Regions from separate parts of the Hordeum vulgare genome. Here all the other regions are linked to region 1. Evidence: chromatin contacts called from public Hi-C data. All regions are on one chromosome and are shown on one strand. The core of a region is the stretch at or near the end of the contact, and the rest is flanking DNA. Distances in the headings are between cores, read along the strand shown.

Evidence for each region. A called contact is a pair of places that touch in the nucleus more often than the background predicts.
Region 2: a contact with region 1 is called in a Hi-C map of seedling, with 4 times the contacts expected there. The contact joins the promoter of LOC123426854 here to the promoter of LOC123426850 in region 1. A contact is called at or near these places in 4 of 6 Hi-C or Micro-C datasets (leaf and seedling).
Region 3: a Hi-C map of leaf shows a contact between it and region 1, with 6 times the contacts expected there. The contact joins the promoter of LOC123426849 here to the promoter of LOC123426850 in region 1. A contact is called at or near these places in 4 of 6 Hi-C or Micro-C datasets (leaf and seedling) and 1 of 1 datasets of contacts at active chromatin or transcription factors (embryo).

Annotation. Positions count from the first base shown.
Region 1 is chr2H:501,460,676-501,463,463 of MorexV3_pseudomolecules_assembly, reverse strand. LOC123426850 reads right to left here and starts at 1,397. Exons shown (of 5, transcript XM_045110746.1): 1 at 381-1,397. The coding sequence starts at 486.
Region 2 is chr2H:501,924,932-501,927,719 of MorexV3_pseudomolecules_assembly, reverse strand. LOC123426854 (gamma-glutamylcyclotransferase 2-3) reads left to right here and starts at 1,427. Exons shown (of 8, transcript XM_045110750.1): 1 at 1,427-1,715; 2 at 1,810-1,886; 3 at 2,346-2,399. The coding sequence starts at 1,607. It overlaps LOC123426853 (F-box protein FBW2-like), which reads left to right. Exons shown (of 2, transcript XM_045110749.1): 2 at 141-919. The coding sequence ends at 657. LOC123433625 (a small nuclear RNA gene) reads right to left here and starts at 1,206; the gene lies at 1,047-1,206.
Region 3 is chr2H:501,045,555-501,048,342 of MorexV3_pseudomolecules_assembly, reverse strand. It overlaps LOC123426849, which reads left to right and starts at 1,440. Exons shown (of 2, transcript XM_045110745.1): 1 at 1,440-1,718.

The DNA.
Region 1 (2,788 bases), core at 148-2,647:
CATGTTTCATGCAACAAACATATATTAAATAAAGCGCTTCACAGTACAACCATTGTCCTTGAATCAGACTCATGCCAATACTGGTGGTAGGAAGGTTTGAAGAATGGTTACATTTTCTAAAGGAAAATGGTGAGCTAGCAGGCAGCAATTGCACACCAGAAGAAGTGCACTAACTTCACCATGCATAAATTTAAAAACATTACCAAGTGTAAAAAGGTCTCAGAACTAATGATGGCTTGTGTAAAATTATCCAATGCCACTAGAAAAGTATGCGGTGCGACTACTATAATAACATATAATCTTGCAATACTCTCTATAAGTTTACTAACCCCTTGCCGTTATATGCATCAAAATGGTAAATTGAAGGAAAGGCAGCTCACCTGCACGGGGCGAAGTTCCTGTCCGGAAGCCTGTGGCAGCCGCTGTCGGTGTGGCAACCCCGCGCACCAGCCATTCTGGTTTCAATGAGGGCTCACCTCGGTCCATGCCAGCAGGCGCCGTTCACCATCTACGCGCCCCAGCAGCAACGTCCAGTCCGGAACAGCAACGAAACACCACCACTACTACCACTACAACTACCTTTCACTGCTAGTGCTATAGTAAATCACTCAGGGTGGTGCCTACACAGGATTCAACGGCACATCCGCAGTTCCACGTCCAGTCTCCACTCGGGCTGAGCCGAGACCACCAAAGCCTAGCCCGCAGGGGCAGATCTAGATGGTGTGCCGGGTGTGCAGCGGCACCCCGACAAGTTGTGAAGGTCAGTGGGATTTTAACTAATCGCTGGATGAAAACAAGCTCATACCTCAGAACCCAATGGCTAGAAACTGCGGACGGGGTGGAGACAGCAGGAACGCGTTGTCCCGACGAGGAAGGACGGGAGCGGCGATGGCTGCCAGCGCGTGAGCGGCGGGCGTGTGGAGATTGAGGCGTCGGCGGTGACGCTAGGGTGCAGCGCGGCGGCGGCGGCTCTAGGGCACGGTTTGTAGGTCAGGACTAGGGAGGAAGAGAGAAGATTGATCAAGCAGGGGGCGGGCTGCTCGGGGTGGGGATGGAGCGCCTCGGCGGACGGGCGGACACTCTGCGTACGGCGTCCTCGATGGGTCTCGCCGTGAAATCTGCGGAAGGCGGCGGCGGCGGCGGCGGCGGAGGAGGAGGATTGGGAAATCTGGCGGGGATTCGCGGGATTGGGGAAGCTCTTGGGAAGGGATTCGGGGCGCCGATTTTTGGAGAGGATTTATCTTGCTCGGAATTTTTGTGGGTTTGTGAATTCCGTAGGGGGGGGGGGGGGGGGGGGGGGGGGTGGGTTTGTGTGGTGTGCTTGTTCGTCTTGGGCAGGAAGGAGGAGAGAAACCCTATGCAAACTGTGACTTCCAGCGTCCTCCTCCGCCCCCTTCCCTTTCTCGGATGACGGTTGAATTCCTATCTGGTTTTCCTTGCCGTCTTTTCTCTTTTCTTTTCTTTTTTTTCACACGTAGAAAAGAAATTTATCACGTCTGTCCAACAGAAAAAGATTAGAACTTAAATTCTGTCTACCTGGATTTGTGACGCACCCTTTTATAGTCTTATATAAAAAGTTAGGGCCAGCTCTTTTAAGGCCTGTTTGGAACCATCTAGATTATATAATCCAGTTTTTGTAATCTAATATGTCTTCAAACATGACAGATTATGATGTAGATTATAAAAACTAGATAGACAGATTATTAAAAACTCATAATCTACTCTACACCAGCTAAAATCAGATTATAGATTGCTAATGACCAATTACTCTTGTAAAGTTGGAGATAATTACATTCATACCACCGCCACCCTCCTCTTTTTTAAAATAAATCAGAGGGCGAACAGGTCATTATGCAATGTAAAACCTGGATTACAGTTTATATAATCTGGCCTCCAAACATGTTCACCTGGATTATTTTTACAAACCAGATTATATAATCTACCTTCATAATTTAAATTATCATAATCTATTGTGGTTCCAAACAGGGCCTAAGCTCTGTTATGGAAATAAGTTGTTGTGAAAATAAGCTTAAGATAATAAGTTAGCCAGTTCTTTTCGGTGTCTGTTTTCTTAGATTATGTGTGGTACGATCAGTGAAAAGTCTGCAATGTCCGTCGGTTATATCTTTTGTTTGGATTAAATGATATTGCGTTATTATTCACTATTTCTTTGTCCATATGAACATAAATTCTACTTTGAAACACCACAACATGTCATAATCGAACATAAGGAAGATCATTGTCTGGCATATGAATATCATACATGCATCATTGTCTCATGTACGACTAGGAGTACTTGAGAAAAAGTACTGAATAAAAAAGATCTTTAAATTATTACATGATTCTTCCAACAAAAGCATACACCATAGAGCTAACCATCAAGGGAAAACACTTGTCGCAATAGCATCACGGATGAAACCCATAGTACCATCATCAATGGGTGCATCGTGATGAGAAAGGCTCTCCTCATGAGCATAAGATCCACTCTCAACCATGTCAAAATGTTGATCACTTAGTTTGCTCTCATGTATGAAGTTATGAAGACACGCGCCTGTAGTAATGATCATTGTTTGCGTAGCAGGTTTGTACTGTGTGATGTCGAGGAGGATTCTCCATTTCATCTTTAGAACACCGAACGATCGTTCGATGACGGTCCATAGTGATGAATGTAGATGATTGAATGTTCCATGTCTCCCTCTTGGTGGTACTTGTTGGAAATCGGGTACATGATAGCGTTGTCCTTTGTATGGTGCTAGATATCTAACTCTTTTGGATATCCAGAGTCAAC
Region 2 (2,788 bases), core at 178-2,677, 460 kb before region 1:
GCTTTGTTATGTGCATTGATTGGCTTAATAGCACTGCATCTTCTCTTTTCTGTCACATATGCTGCAAATTTGGCACCTAATTTACCATTGTTGCCACTATTGAAGTTTTGTTTGTAATATGTTTAATTTTCACTGGACAGGGGGAAGTTGCTTAATGTCCTGCAGATCCCGGTGAGCGAGATATCTGACCAAGCCGTGGAGAGGTATGTGGAACACCTTCCTGCTCTAAGAGTGTTGGACATCAGCTACTGCGAGAAAATCACATCGAGGGGCATGGAAGCAATAGGCCGAAGTTGCAAGTCGCTTGCTCAGCTGAAGAGGAACAGGCCTCCTCCACAGCCTCCCCAAGGCAGCAATGCCGCACCTAGAGTGGTTGAAGACGAGGCCCTGGCAATTGCGAATACCATGCCGATGCTTACACAACTTGAGCTTGCGCATGGTTGGTTTAGTGATGTTGGCCTTGATGCCATCCTCACCAAATGCCCTCTGCTGCGTACGCTGGACATACTTGGCAGCTGGAATGTCAGGCTTGACGGCAACATCGAGGACAGATGCTGTGCTCTTGAGTCGTTTAGGGAGCCATGGGAGCCTGAGTACCACGAGTACTCAAGCAGTGGTGGCGACAACGACTACGATGACACTGAAAGCGATGATTGACTAAATGCGCTATAGAATTCGGGGGTGCTAAACGGTTTGGCTTTCTGGGATTTATCGGAAACTGCAAGCTTCCTTTTGTTTACCTAAAACATCAGTTGAAATGCTTACTTCTTGTCTGACCGAGTAAGCATTGTTTTTAGCTTAGCGTCTGTCTTCTGAGGTAGTAGTAATTGTTACTCTCCTGTGCTAGGATTAGAAATTATGTTCTGGAGTTATTATTTGGGAGCTTGGCATGTGCAATCTTGATTGTTCAGATTGTTCATGAGTCCTCTCTTGATGGTTGTCTGTGCAGCTCTGATGTTGTAGGATACCAAAGCACAAATTCCTACCTTTGAAGACAATGGTTAGCAAAAGGAATTCCAAATTTAACAAATTTATAATGGAATTGGCAGGGACCGCGCGAACGCGTATCCCCCCTATCACAAATTATGACGTACACTCTCCCATTTTGGGAGATGGTAAGCTAGCGCATCCACCAAGTGCAATGTGGACCACTAGCCTAGGCCATGGCTCTTCTTGATCAGCCATTGACCCCGTCCAGGTAAGTATGTTTCAAGGTCGCACCCTGCCTTGGTTATATAGCACAGCTTCCCCTCCAACCTCCTCAGGCAAGCGATGCGGTACTAAACAAGGTAGCACCTAATAACCTGATCTGTAACGTGGGCCACCGGGCTGCCATGTCCGGGCTGAAACATGGGCCTTCAGTACTTTTTTTTTTGTGGTAAACGTGGGCCTCCAGTAGACCAGCCAGTTGGCCTCCAACTTTCCAGCCGTCCTGGAAGAACGCAGGAGGGAGGCATCCAATCAGAGAAGCGGCAGAGACAACAGTGGGCAAATCATTCAACCCTTTGTAAAGTGGGGCAAATCATCCAATCCCCCGCGCCGCCGATACGCAGACGATCTTCGATTCCGCCGGAGCAAGTGAGGGGAGGTAGACGGAGGCGGCGGCATGGTGATGTGGGTGTTCGGCTACGGCTCCCTGGTGTGGAACCCCGGGTTTGCCTACGACGCCCGCCTCGTCGGCTTCGTCAGGGACTACCGCCGCGTCTTCTACCAGGGTATGATTTGATAACTGACCAGTCCGGCGACCGCTCGCCGGAGCTTCTCAGATCTATCTCGCTGACCCTCTGGTTTTTGTCGGCGGATCGACAGGGAGCACGGACCACAGGGGCACGCCGGAGTTCCCCGGGAGGACCGTCACGCTCGAGCACCAGCCCGGGTCCACATGCGTACGCCGCCCAACTCTCTGCTCTGAGTTTATGATGAACCCTCCTGTGCTAGGATTGGTTGAGACATCCGTTTTTTTTCCTGTTCCTCACTGTCAGTGAGTTATTGATCAGATAGTGATTGCGTAGCATCGCCTGTTCAGATAGTGGTTGTCTGTGTCAGTGGTCTTGAACCGGAATGAATTGAAGCTTAAGTTTATATGGGTGTGGACTGCGTTAGGATGGTGAATCGTACCTTCCCTGAGTTATTTCAATGAAATCATGAGGACCTTAGATAGTACTCCTACGTACATGTGAAATGGGTTCGCAAGTGCGTTAGTTATCCGCAGTAACGTCTTTTCGTTATGCTAATGCTCCCCAGTATTGTTATGTTATTCTGTAGTATTTGTTTCATGCTCGTGGCAATTCTGTTAATGGAGTGTGAAAAAGATTTGCAACTGAATTTCTGTTGTGTAACTGCAGTGGGGAGTTGCTTACAAAATTTCAAGGGAGCAAGATAAGCAGACAGCCCTGGAGGTAAAAAAGAAGACTGTATATATTGACCAAGTCGGATTTAGTTCACCATTGCTGTACTTTGTAAATGATTATGCACAATTATTTCATGGTTCGAACGAGAATGCTGTTCTTTGTCTGTCATAATGGAGATAAACAGATTGGTTAATAGTATGAGTGTGCTTTGTTATACCGCTTGTTGAGATATTGATGATTCAGCCCTGAGCTAAGAAAAATATTTTTTCTTTAAGAGAAGAGTAAGAACCCTTCATTTGAACTCGGATACTTTGTCTAGATGCTACTTCTAGCAGCCCGTTTGTGCATCAAAGTAATATTGCCCTTGATCGGTGTTTTCATAAACCAACTTTGAGTTGGTTACCTGCATCTATTGTCAACTTACCTTCAGCCTTGAA
Region 3 (2,788 bases), core at 191-2,690, 420 kb after region 1:
AGCCACCACGTCGTAGTGTACCTTGAATGCACACGTGCACACTGATTTAAACCTAGCTAGATCATGCCCAAGATACATTGTACTGTCCAAAATTGGGTAATGCTCAGCTTGTACTTGTTGTAGTGACAAAAGGAGTAATCAGCCTAGTACCGGCCGACATGACAGAGGGCGAGATCAATCTGAACACCGTAGCTGAAACGACCATCCATTTCCATTCAGGAGACATCTGTTGAAGCGTTTGGAGGATGGCGAGTGGAGGCAGCGACCTGGTGTCCGCCAACGGCGTCAGTCAGGAGACATGTAGTGGAGTAACGACGCGTGCAGGCGGGAGTGGGGAGTCTCGCTGAGATGGAGTTGAGCGAAAGAGACATATGACGGAAGAATTACACTGGGTGGACAGGTTTGTGTGGACCTCAGCAACGACGGAGAAGCGGAGTCCCGCGACAACCTCGGGGCGGCAACTTGCTCGATCAGTAGGATCACATCCAGCCGCAGGGGGCACCTCTGGCACACATGAGGTGAGATCACTGTCTGACCCAGGCTCAAGCCGCACCATCTCACCCACCCACTCGTCGCGGAATATCTAAGTCAAGAACGACGACGACATAGCACACAATCTCTACGACTGCCTCCTGTATCCGCTCATTCACGCTCGCCTCACCGTCATCCTCAATCATGGCCACCAGCTGCCTCATCTTCCGTTGGAGCTCCAAATCTTATGTCGACAAACCTAATGCCGGCGCTCGGGCGACAATCCCACGCGGTTGCTGCAGCCCGCACACTTGTGCCATTGACTTGAATCCGTTGTGACATGCCGACCTCTTCGTTGCATCAAATAGGTCAGAGTAGAGACGGTGAGATTATAGAAAGGATTCTACATGGTAGAGGACTTTGATCTTAGTTGTAAAGACTTTCTACATCAACATGAGATGGTTTGATGTGGACAATGCAACGAAGAAACATTTAATGTGGGCTTCTCGGATTGTGTTTGTGTGCAGCCGTTGTTTTAGCGAGTTTGTACGCAAACTTTCCATACTATGGATTGGTAATACAAAATGAGGTTTTGTGTAAAATAATACGACGGACTAAGAATATCTATTTCTTTTATTAGTAGTTAGTAAGTATAGACTTTAAAAGAACGGTGTTTTTTTTTTTTTTTGCGCCAATAGCTGGCCAATGGGCGCCAAGAGGGATGTCATCTGCGACCGCTGGGGGAGCATTTTATGTGGCTGAGAGTGGCATTTTGCAAAACTGCCATGGCAGCTTGTTTAATTGTGGGTAATTGCAAGTACTGCCACCGTCTGATCTGGATCTAACTGTTCTGGGGGCGTTCGTTGGGATCCCACCCCCAACGAACGTTCACTGGATAGCATATCTGTCTTTTTAGGGAAATGAAGTAAATAATTAGCATCCAGCCCAGGGTCTAATTACTACTGGAAAAATTAGGAAAAAGAACCCTACGACTCTACGAGTCCCTGTGAAAAATACCAGATATCCCGATCCGTCGCCTCTCCGGCCCACCCAATTGCTTCGATTTCACTTCCCCTCGCCGCGGCGGCGGCTGCGCGACACTCACCGGATCCTCCCCGACGAACACGTCCCCATGCCACCTTCGACCGAACCACACCACGCCGGAGGAGTTCTTCTCTCGTAGCTGGAGGAGCTGGACTGGCGCGGAGTGGAGATCCATTCGGACTTTGGATCGATCCCTTTCGCCGGTGACGAACCCTAACTTACTTTGTCGTTCTGAGATTTATTCCGTGATATTTTTACTGTATTTTTTATTGATGCGTATAATCTAATCTCGCTCCCCTGTTCCGCAATGGAGGGATACGGGGTGCTCCAACCCATCTAGTTTGCTGCGGTCTTGCCTCTGCTGCGTGGTGTAGTACTAATAGCAATTTGTTTTCCGAATTCCGGGCCTCAACTGATTCCCCACGCCCCACATCGTGCCCGCCCTTAACTTGAAGTGCTCTCCTTTCGTGCTAAGTTTCTTCTTGGATGATTCCATTCTATCTTAGACTTAGAGATCAACTACTCTTTGTTTTCTCCCAGTTTGAATATATTGACTGTCAATAAACATGATATAGTGTCATAATTTACTATTAAGTATACACCAGATTAAGCTTGTTATTACTGTTTCCCTGTTGCATATGTCGCATGTCTTGATGTCAGTGCTTGTGGAATGCCGTCTTAGGGTGCTTGTTTTTGTGTCAACAATGTATTGTCATGCCCAGATTAAATATATATGCCTTCATGCAAGCCATCTGCTGATTTGACACGGCCTTTGCAGCCATTGCTCACACTACCATCCGAACATGTCTGGATCTGCCACTGCAGATAGGACCATTCTCTCTGAATGATGTTTGGCTAAACAGTACGATTTCTTTCATCTAGTTTCCATCAAATGAGAGCTTCCCTTAAGATGGGGGAATGCAAACTTGTCATCCAAAAGTGTCTAAGCCTGTCCAGTTTGTAAGGAACAAACATCATTCTTTGTATCTACACCAGGTACCGTAGATCTTGGCCTTTGAGCCACCTCGACATCTTATATGTGATTTTTTTTGTACCATTCCTAAACCTACCTGTGAATGCTATTTGCATGATCATTAAACATATCGAAGTGCCTGTACATGATCAGATTGCATCATCACCAAAGCTACCTGTGAATGCTATTTGCATGATCATCAAACATATCCAATTATCTGTACATGATCAGATTGCATTTTCCTGGTTACAAGGAGTTTGTACCTGATATTACCTTGGATGTTCTAATAAAAAATAATTA